Linked DNA regions of Rattus norvegicus: region 2 is linked to region 1. Evidence: chromatin contacts called from public Hi-C data. All regions are on one chromosome and are shown on one strand. Each heading gives the region's core, a stretch centred on a gene start, on an enhancer-like site or on the middle of the called end of the contact. The rest is flanking DNA. Distances are from core to core; before and after follow the strand shown.

Evidence for each region. A called contact is a pair of places that touch in the nucleus more often than the background predicts.
Region 2: a contact with region 1 is called in a Hi-C map of liver, with 3 times the contacts expected there. The contact joins two enhancer-like sites. A contact is called at or near these places in 2 of 12 Hi-C or Micro-C datasets (kidney and liver).

Annotation. Positions count from the first base shown.
Region 1 is chr8:53,318,523-53,322,135 of GRCr8, forward strand. The region is part of intron 2 of Usp2 (ubiquitin specific peptidase 2); the gene reads left to right. Among named protein-coding and RNA genes, the nearest start is that of Usp2, 9.5 kb to the left of the region's middle. Within about 2 kb of position 1,994, at least 52 of the 93 cell types and tissues checked have an H3K27ac peak or open chromatin away from gene starts, as enhancers often do. A contact at or near this core is called in liver, where this site is marked.
Region 2 is chr8:53,713,700-53,717,816 of GRCr8, forward strand. Bcl9l (BCL9 like) reads left to right here. Exons shown (of 11, transcript NM_001106817.1): 2 at 1,643-1,699. Among named protein-coding and RNA genes, the nearest start is that of Bcl9l, 7.0 kb to the left of the region's middle. Within about 2 kb of position 2,747, at least 25 of the 93 cell types and tissues checked have an H3K27ac peak or open chromatin away from gene starts, as enhancers often do. A contact at or near this core is called in liver, where this site is marked.

The DNA.
Region 1 (3,613 bases), core at 744-3,243:
GTCATAGGCTAAAGTGTGTCATGACGAAGGGCCTTGGGACAGCTTTGATTGTATTACTTAAAGTGTTTTGGCTTTGCTGGGCCACCTGGGAAGTACCATGGAAGATACAAAAACTATGTCTCACAGGACATTCAGACTCTAGCCGTCAGGGTTGGCTACAAGCCTGGGACGCTGTAGAGTCCATTCAGAACATGTCCAGTGTTGTTCACGGAGGTGATGGGCAAGGGAAAGGCTCCTCTTGGTGGAGGGAGCCTCTGCTGACTTCTTCCTTTGCTCAGAAGAAAGGAACTCTCCTCATATAGGCATGCTTGTGTGTGGGGTCCGCAGGCGAATCATCTATGGGCTTAAGAGTTCGGCCCTCTGAAGCCAATGCTCCCAGGACAGTGCCTTAAAATTGGCCCTGTTAGAAGCCTTTCAGGTTGTCTAAGCCAAGGCTGAAGCCTTCTGGGCCAAAGGCAACATACACTCCAGACTCCCACTGGATCTGCTCTTATCTGTCATCTTCCTCAAAGCCTACTATTTACGACTCTTCCTGGAGCCTGCTGTCCCCTTTCCCATCCTTTCTCCTTGGACACCTGGCCCTACCCCAGCCCAGGGCCAAAAAGAGTTGTTTTCAGAAAGAACCTCAAGCAAACTCAGTCACCGGAACCCGCATCCCTCCCACCTAGCAAGGCACAGCACTGTTAGGTGGTCAAGAGTGCCCTAAAGCCAAGCTAGGATTTCATCCTGAGCTCTGCTCAGTACAATACCACCAATCAGGAGCGAGCTCTGTGGTCTCACCACCCTAAGACCGTCACCTCACCTCAGCCCTCTTGATGCTCACTTCCTGGGGCTGATTGTATCCTAAGGAAGTGAGAGCAACTTTTTTGGTGCCTTGAAACCTGCCCCGTCACAAGCTTCTCAGTAAGCTCTGTTCTCCCAGGATGGCTTCTTTCAAAAAAAAAAACAGCGTGGCTTCTTCTCTCGGTGCTCTGTTTTCTAGCTCTGCACTCTCTGTACCACTCATGCACTGAGGAGTGTGGCTTTCTCTGGAGGTTTCCTTCACTCCTAAGTCTGTTTGCTCTTCTGTAAAATGAAAGGAGCTCATAGTTTCTGCGTCATAAATTACTGTGAAAGAGCCTGACGCATAGTAGGTGCTCAATAAAGGTCCGCCATCTTTGCTCCTGGCTTTAGGACACAAGAGAAGTGCAAGCCAGTCCTGCCTTCAGTTCACTTCAGGAAATCCATGTTTATATGACTACAGTAGGAGGCAGGCCTGGGTGCTTGTGCCTCCTCCAGCGGTAGGGAAGGGAGAGGTCATCTGGGGCTGAGAGAGGCTGCCCGTGACCTCTGAGAGGCACGGTCTGACCCTTTAACTTTGGATACCTATCAGCTCAGACGGATTTCCTCCTCTATAAACGCGAACGATGGCACCTGCCCTGCCCACCTCACAGCGTTGCCACGAGGCCCAAACCAAGCCACGGAGGTGGAGTCATCTCCAGCCAATAAAACAGTAACGGCCAACCTGAGCTTGGAGCTCGCTTCACAGGCTCCACTGAGCATGAGTAATGGAGGCACCACCAACATGCCAGTGAGTGAGGATGCAACCCAGCCCCGGGTCTCTGAGGGTCTCCCCCTGAGACTCCACTGTCACTGAAAATGCAGGGTGGTGAGCCAGCCACCACCAAGGATTGTCACTGTCCCACTGAGCATTGCAGGTGGCTCAGCCCACAGAGAGCCTAGAGCCAGAGAGCACCAACCCAGTCAGCCCCCCCCCCATCCGCCCCACCTCTTCTGTTCCTGGGGCCTATGGAAGGACAAGCTGTTCCCACTGAGCACTGCCAGGCCCGTGTTTTAACCCTACAATCCTTCCTAATCCTCCTGTGATCCACCCCCCCAGCTGCTCCCCGGCCAGCCCTGGCACACTGCCTTCTGGCCTCAGGCCTTGCACTTGCCCCTCCCAGGCCTCGCCTCCTCTCCCCAAGAAGAGCCACGGGTTGGCCCAGGGCCCTTCCGAGCATAGTCAGCAGGCTAGGAACCTGCCTCTTCCACACGGAGGCAGGGACTGAGGCACCAGGTCTGGCTGAGGCTGTTCTCTCTGACACACAGGATCTTATGCGCCCTTCCTCTCTGCTCGGGGTGGGGAACTGTTTCTAGAAGTGATGGAATGTGAGTCTCTGGGTCCCGTCTGCCGATGGGGTTGCTGACTCATGTTCTGAAGCCTTGGGTCCCAGCTGTTCAGTGACAGGGAGATTATATAAGCCAGAGTCCTGTGATCCTCCTCTCGGGTGGGACTCTGGACTTGAACAAGTGGAGGATGGCAGAGAGGGCCCAAGAACTCCAGGACAAAAAGCGGACGTTCCTCTCCTGTTCCCTGCCTTCTCATTCTGTTGACTCAGCCTCACTGGACTGCACCTCTCCTGTCTTACTTGTCCATATTGACAACCTGACACCCTGGGGCCCATCCTTACCTGGCCTACCCCAGCCAGGCTCAACCACTCCAAGGAAACCAAACTTCCTGAGGGTTTCAGCCTGTGCAAAAGGCACTCAGAAGAAACATAAAGTGAGTCCCCATGACCAGAACAAGACCTAGTTATCAAGGAGGAAGAGCAGAGGATTTGGGCATGATTATCAGAATCACCGTAGTGCTAATTTCTCCATCACTCGAAGACTCGCCTGGGCAGGGAGGGACCTGGCAGCTGTCCTTGTCATGACTTTCCAGCTCCACTTTTCAATTGATTTCCAGAACCCTCCATCTATCCTCTCTTCCCTTCAGCCACCCCCCCGACACACACACACACACACACACACACACACACACACACTCCAGGATGTCACTTTAAGTTAATATAGTGCTGGGGTGGGGCAAAGCAACACAAGTTAATCCAAGCCTAGCAAAATGTTCCCTGCCCCTGGGGGACCCGCTCCACTGACCATCAGCCTCAGAAACAAACATCATGTTCAGAGCTCGGCGCTGCACACGTGGTCCCTCGTCCCCTCTTACCTCAATGGATACATAAAACTAGCACCCGAGACAGAGCTATAAGCAATAGAAGGAAGTGTGTGGGCTTCTAGAATAAGGCTGGTTCAGGCCAGATTTCCTGGGGCTTGAAAGAGCACAGAACATTTGACCTGTGGGGGTCTAATTCCTACAAGGAAATAGTTTCCTACCGCTGATGGGGGAAGGGTAAACCGACTCTCCTCTGCAAAGGATACCGTGGGCTAGAAGCCCACGAAAGCTTTCCCCAAACTCAGAGCCCCTGCCTTTTCAGGTCTCAATTAAGCCAGGAGATAGACACTTGCTAGGATCTGGACCACTGGCCCTGAGACATCTTCCTGAACCCAAGCAGTATCACCAAACCCTGGACAAAGCTGCCTACTGGGATCTGAGAACAGGAGAATAGTTTCAGTCCCTGATCTTGTAGTTCGAGCCCCCACTGAGGTAGAGAAAGTGACCTGCCCTACACCAGAGGCAGGAAATAGCTCAGAGAAATAGTGGCTTTGGGCTGCAGGATTCAACCTAACCCATATGGCTCTGTATATTTCAGACTTAAGTCATGGAACCTTAGCCAGATTCAGACCCCAAGGGGGTCAGACTCCTTTTTATGGAGCCTACTTTAGGATATGGCTGTGA
Region 2 (4,117 bases), core at 1,497-3,996, 400 kb after region 1:
TCACCTCCTTCACTGGAGACCAGGAACAGTCAGGCACAATTTACCTAGGAGTTTGGTGGTGAGTTTCAGGTTCAGAAAACTTGACTTCTCCACTTACAGTTGCTTAACAAAACAAACTCAAAATTTAATCCCAAGCAAAAGGCAGAGGGGCCTGGAATGCAGGCATTTGGGGTGAACCATTGCAGCCCTGGTCCAGGGGAACTGATGCCCCCCACCATTTACTTCCTACTTACTGACAGTGAGGTTCTGTATGGTGTGGGGGGTGGGTGGGAGGGCAGCTATGAATGTTTTGGTTTTTGTTTCTTCTGGCTAAAGTCTGAGTATTGGTAGTATATTTATGCTGGTTGGTAATATACACTAACTGGGATGCTCCAACTCCTTGCTAGGACTCAGTTTCCTATCTTAGGATCTGATTGCTTTTCTGGAAGTACCATGGTCAGTGAGGAGGATGATGGGCAGGGGGTGTTTCTGTGAGTGACGGGCCTGTGGAGGCCTCCCTCGGGGAGGTGGGCATAGGCTAGACTTCTTTCCCCTGAAGTGTCCTTTGGTCCCCAGTACAGTGGGAAGAAGGGAGTAGTGGAGACCCATGTTGGTACAGGGCTCAGTGACCCAGCAGGAGGAGGGCCTTGGCAAGGAATTTTCAGTTTGTTTCTCAATCTCTGTCTCTGAGACATGCACATGGGCACGTCACTGCAGACACCTCTGGGAGTTGAGTCTAGAAAAGTCACCTAGATGGTGGTAGGGCAGGGCGGTGCAGACGGAACCATAGGGAGACAGCCTCTTTCTGGTGGGCACGGTGTGCTTTCTGTCTCTTGTCACTAGAAGCTGGGAGCAGTCAGGGTCCCCTTCTAACAGCCCCATCTTGAGCCAAGAGTAATACAGGCTGCAGAGGGTTAAGTCTGGTTGGCAGGGACACCCCCCCACCCCAGTGCAGCAAGAGAGAGGGAGGAGGTTAGCAGCTTGCTCTAGTTGGCGTCTCTCCCAGAATTCTTCGGAAAAGAACTCCCCTTTGACCCCCAGTACAAACTGAGCCCAGCCACCAGCCTCCCTCCCTCCTGCTGTGGGAGCTTCACCCAGTGCTACTAAACTGCTAAACCGTCCTCGCCCCCAGGCCCTGGTACATAGACCAGGTGCCCAGGACTCTTTGTCTTTAGAGAACCAGGGTTATAGCCAAGGAGACCACATGGGTACATAGGAGCGAAAACCCTTACCCCTGCCACAAGTTAACCTGGGGATGGCTGGCTCTGGAAGCGGGGTCCTTGGGCTTCAGCCACCCCTCCCCCCAGGTCCTTAGGCCAGGACGTGGGAGTCCTCCACCCTCCCTCTCTCTGTGGGGCCAAGCTCTCAGGGAACTAAGTCTGAGGTCTTCCAGTGCCTTCTCCTTCCTGCTTCCAGGACAGGGAGGGGGGGTGGTGTGATGGGGCAGCTGGGTCAGGCCTGGATCCTGGCCAGTCCACAGAAGTCCTTGGTGTGTGTGTGTGCATAGGGGGTGTCTGAGCAACTCTGAGACTTCCTGGAGCTGTAGGTTGTCTGTGAATTGTACATGTTTATGGCTGGGGAGGGGGCTAGGGTTGGAATTCTGGGAGGATCAGGGGCATACATGGCTGGCCTGGGACTTTTAGCTGTGACCATTTCTCCACAGGGAGCCCCCATCCCAGACCACACCCCTGAGCCTGAACCTGACACACATTCCTCAGAGGTGAGCGGGTCCATGTGTTTTGTGCTGCTTTTTGGCCTTCCCATCCTGTCTGCAGTGGCCGCATCATCTTGGCTTAGCCTCCTGCTTGGCTCTTTCTGTCGGCTCCCTCCTCCTGGCTTTCTGCCCCACTTGCATTCTCCTCTGTCTCTAGGTGGGCAGTACTGCTGGAGTGTATGTGTGTGTGCGCGCCCTGGACAGGGAAGGGTTAAAGCTGGGTGCCACCAAAAGTTCTAGGCCTTCTTTAAGCCTCTTCTCCTGGTGGGAGGTGGGAGACTCAGAACTGTGTCCACCTGGAGGGCAAGGTAGATTTTTACGGCTGTCCCAATTACTTGTCTTCCCTCCTTGGCTTTGGCTTCTAGAGGTTGAGTCAAATCCAACATGCCCATCGGCCGGTCCACTGGCCACCAGCCACCACTGTAAGTTTGGTTTCTGCTTGTTGTCCTGGTTCCACAGGCGTGTACATACTCACAACACACACACACACACACACACACACACACACACAGAGGCACGTACGTACATAGCTTCCCTCCTCCCTCTTTCCTTACTTAGCAACAACTCTACATTCACAACAAACAAGCCTGTAGGCTCCTGTGGACTAGGGAAAGTCTGAGGAAGGGAAGGGGGGAGGTGCTTCTTTTTCCTGGACGGTCCTCTGGAGGGGGAAACTTCTAGTTCCTTCACCTAGTTTCCCAACCCCCAACTTTCCCTTTTGGAGGCCACTATCTTCCCAGAGGAAACTGTGCTTCTAACTCAGACGGTGAAAAAAAAGTGGGAAGAGGAGGGCCAGGTGGGTCAGCAGTGGGGCTGGGACTCCCGCCTTCTCTGGGAAGTCCCGCTTGACCTTTGACTCCCACCTAGGACTTGTGGGACGGCAGGACTTCTCATAGCCCCGGGGCATCTCTGCAGGAGCCTGTGCTAGAGCACTAGGAACTTGTCTTGGGACCATGCTGACTTGATAGAGACCTGGATGAGTGAGGAGGTAACGGACTGGGGGGGTGGGGGGTGGAGCTAGGGAGGCCCTAGAACTTTGCTCTTTGAGATCTCAGGCCTGGCTCAGCAGGGCACCTGTATAGAGGCCGCAGGGTTCAGGTCTCTCTTTGATCTCTTCCCCCAGGCAGGAACTGTGGCCTTTAGTGCAGGACCTGATATCCATTAGACCTAGGAGGAGGGTGCAAGGGTGCAAAGGATGAAGGCTAGGCCTGAACGCTGTGAGGGGCTGACACCATGCTGCATCTGCACAGGGCAGTGGCTAAGAACCCAATTGCTGGAGTGTTGAGCTCCAATCCTGATCCTGTAATGGTGGGCTATGTATTTTGGGCAAGCTACTTAACTCTTCTCACTTGCAAAGAGGGAATAATAAAAGGGCTTTCTAGGCCAGGAATGGAATGTCCAACAACTGAGAGGTAGAGGCAGGAGGATCATTTCAAGTTCGAGGCCATCCTGGATTACAGAGTAATATCTAGTCTCAAGTAGACAAGCCAGCAAACCCCAAACGCTCCAAGATCCTAAAAATAAAGTCTTTTCTAAGGCTGCCTGTGGTGGTAGGAGCCTGCCCATAGTTCCAACTGTTTTAGCAGCTGAGGGAGGATTCCTCTGTCCTCAGGAGTTCAAGGCCAGTCTAAGTAACATAGCAAGACCTTATCTCAGGAAATAATTAAAAAAAAAAAAAAAGCTATACTGGGGCTGTGGCTCAGTTGATAGAGTGCTTGCCTTCATCCACAAACTCCACGCTCAAGCCTAGGATGACATAAGCTGGGCATAAGGCAGGCGTGGAGGCACGTGTCTTTAATCCCAGCTCTCTGAAGGTAGAGACAGGAAGCTCGTGAGTCCAGCGCCATTCTTAGCTGCACAGTAAATTGGAAGACTATCCTGAGATAGAGGAGACTCTGAGAAGAGTGGAGCACATTACTGCTTGCTTACACTTCCAGGCAGAGGCAAGAAGAATGCGGTACAGTCGAGGCCAGCCTAGTCTTCACAGTGAGAGCCTGTCTCAAGAAGAAAACTGTTCAGATGGTGATGTTGTTTGCCTAGCAGACTCAAGGCCCTGGGTTCCATCCCAGGACTAGCTGGGGGGGGGGGGGAAGGAAACCAGACTTTTTGTAGAATTGTTCTGGAGGTTAAGTTAGGTAAAACATAGAACGAGTTTGTAGATGTTTGGCAGATATCAGAGATGCTTGGCTTTATTGGTTAATTTAAGCCCCTTGTGGGAGCTTTATCCTGGGGCTTTGGCCTAAGGGAGAGTTTAGGGCTTGGAGGAAGAACCCATCTAGGTCTTTAGACTCTAATGCCCTTGTTTTTGTATCTTGAGGCAAATTCTCACTGGGCAGACCAGGCTGGCCTTGAACACACAGAGCTCTCTAGCCTCTGTGTTTTGGGATTAAAGTTGTGAGGTACCACTGCTGGCGAGACGTACCT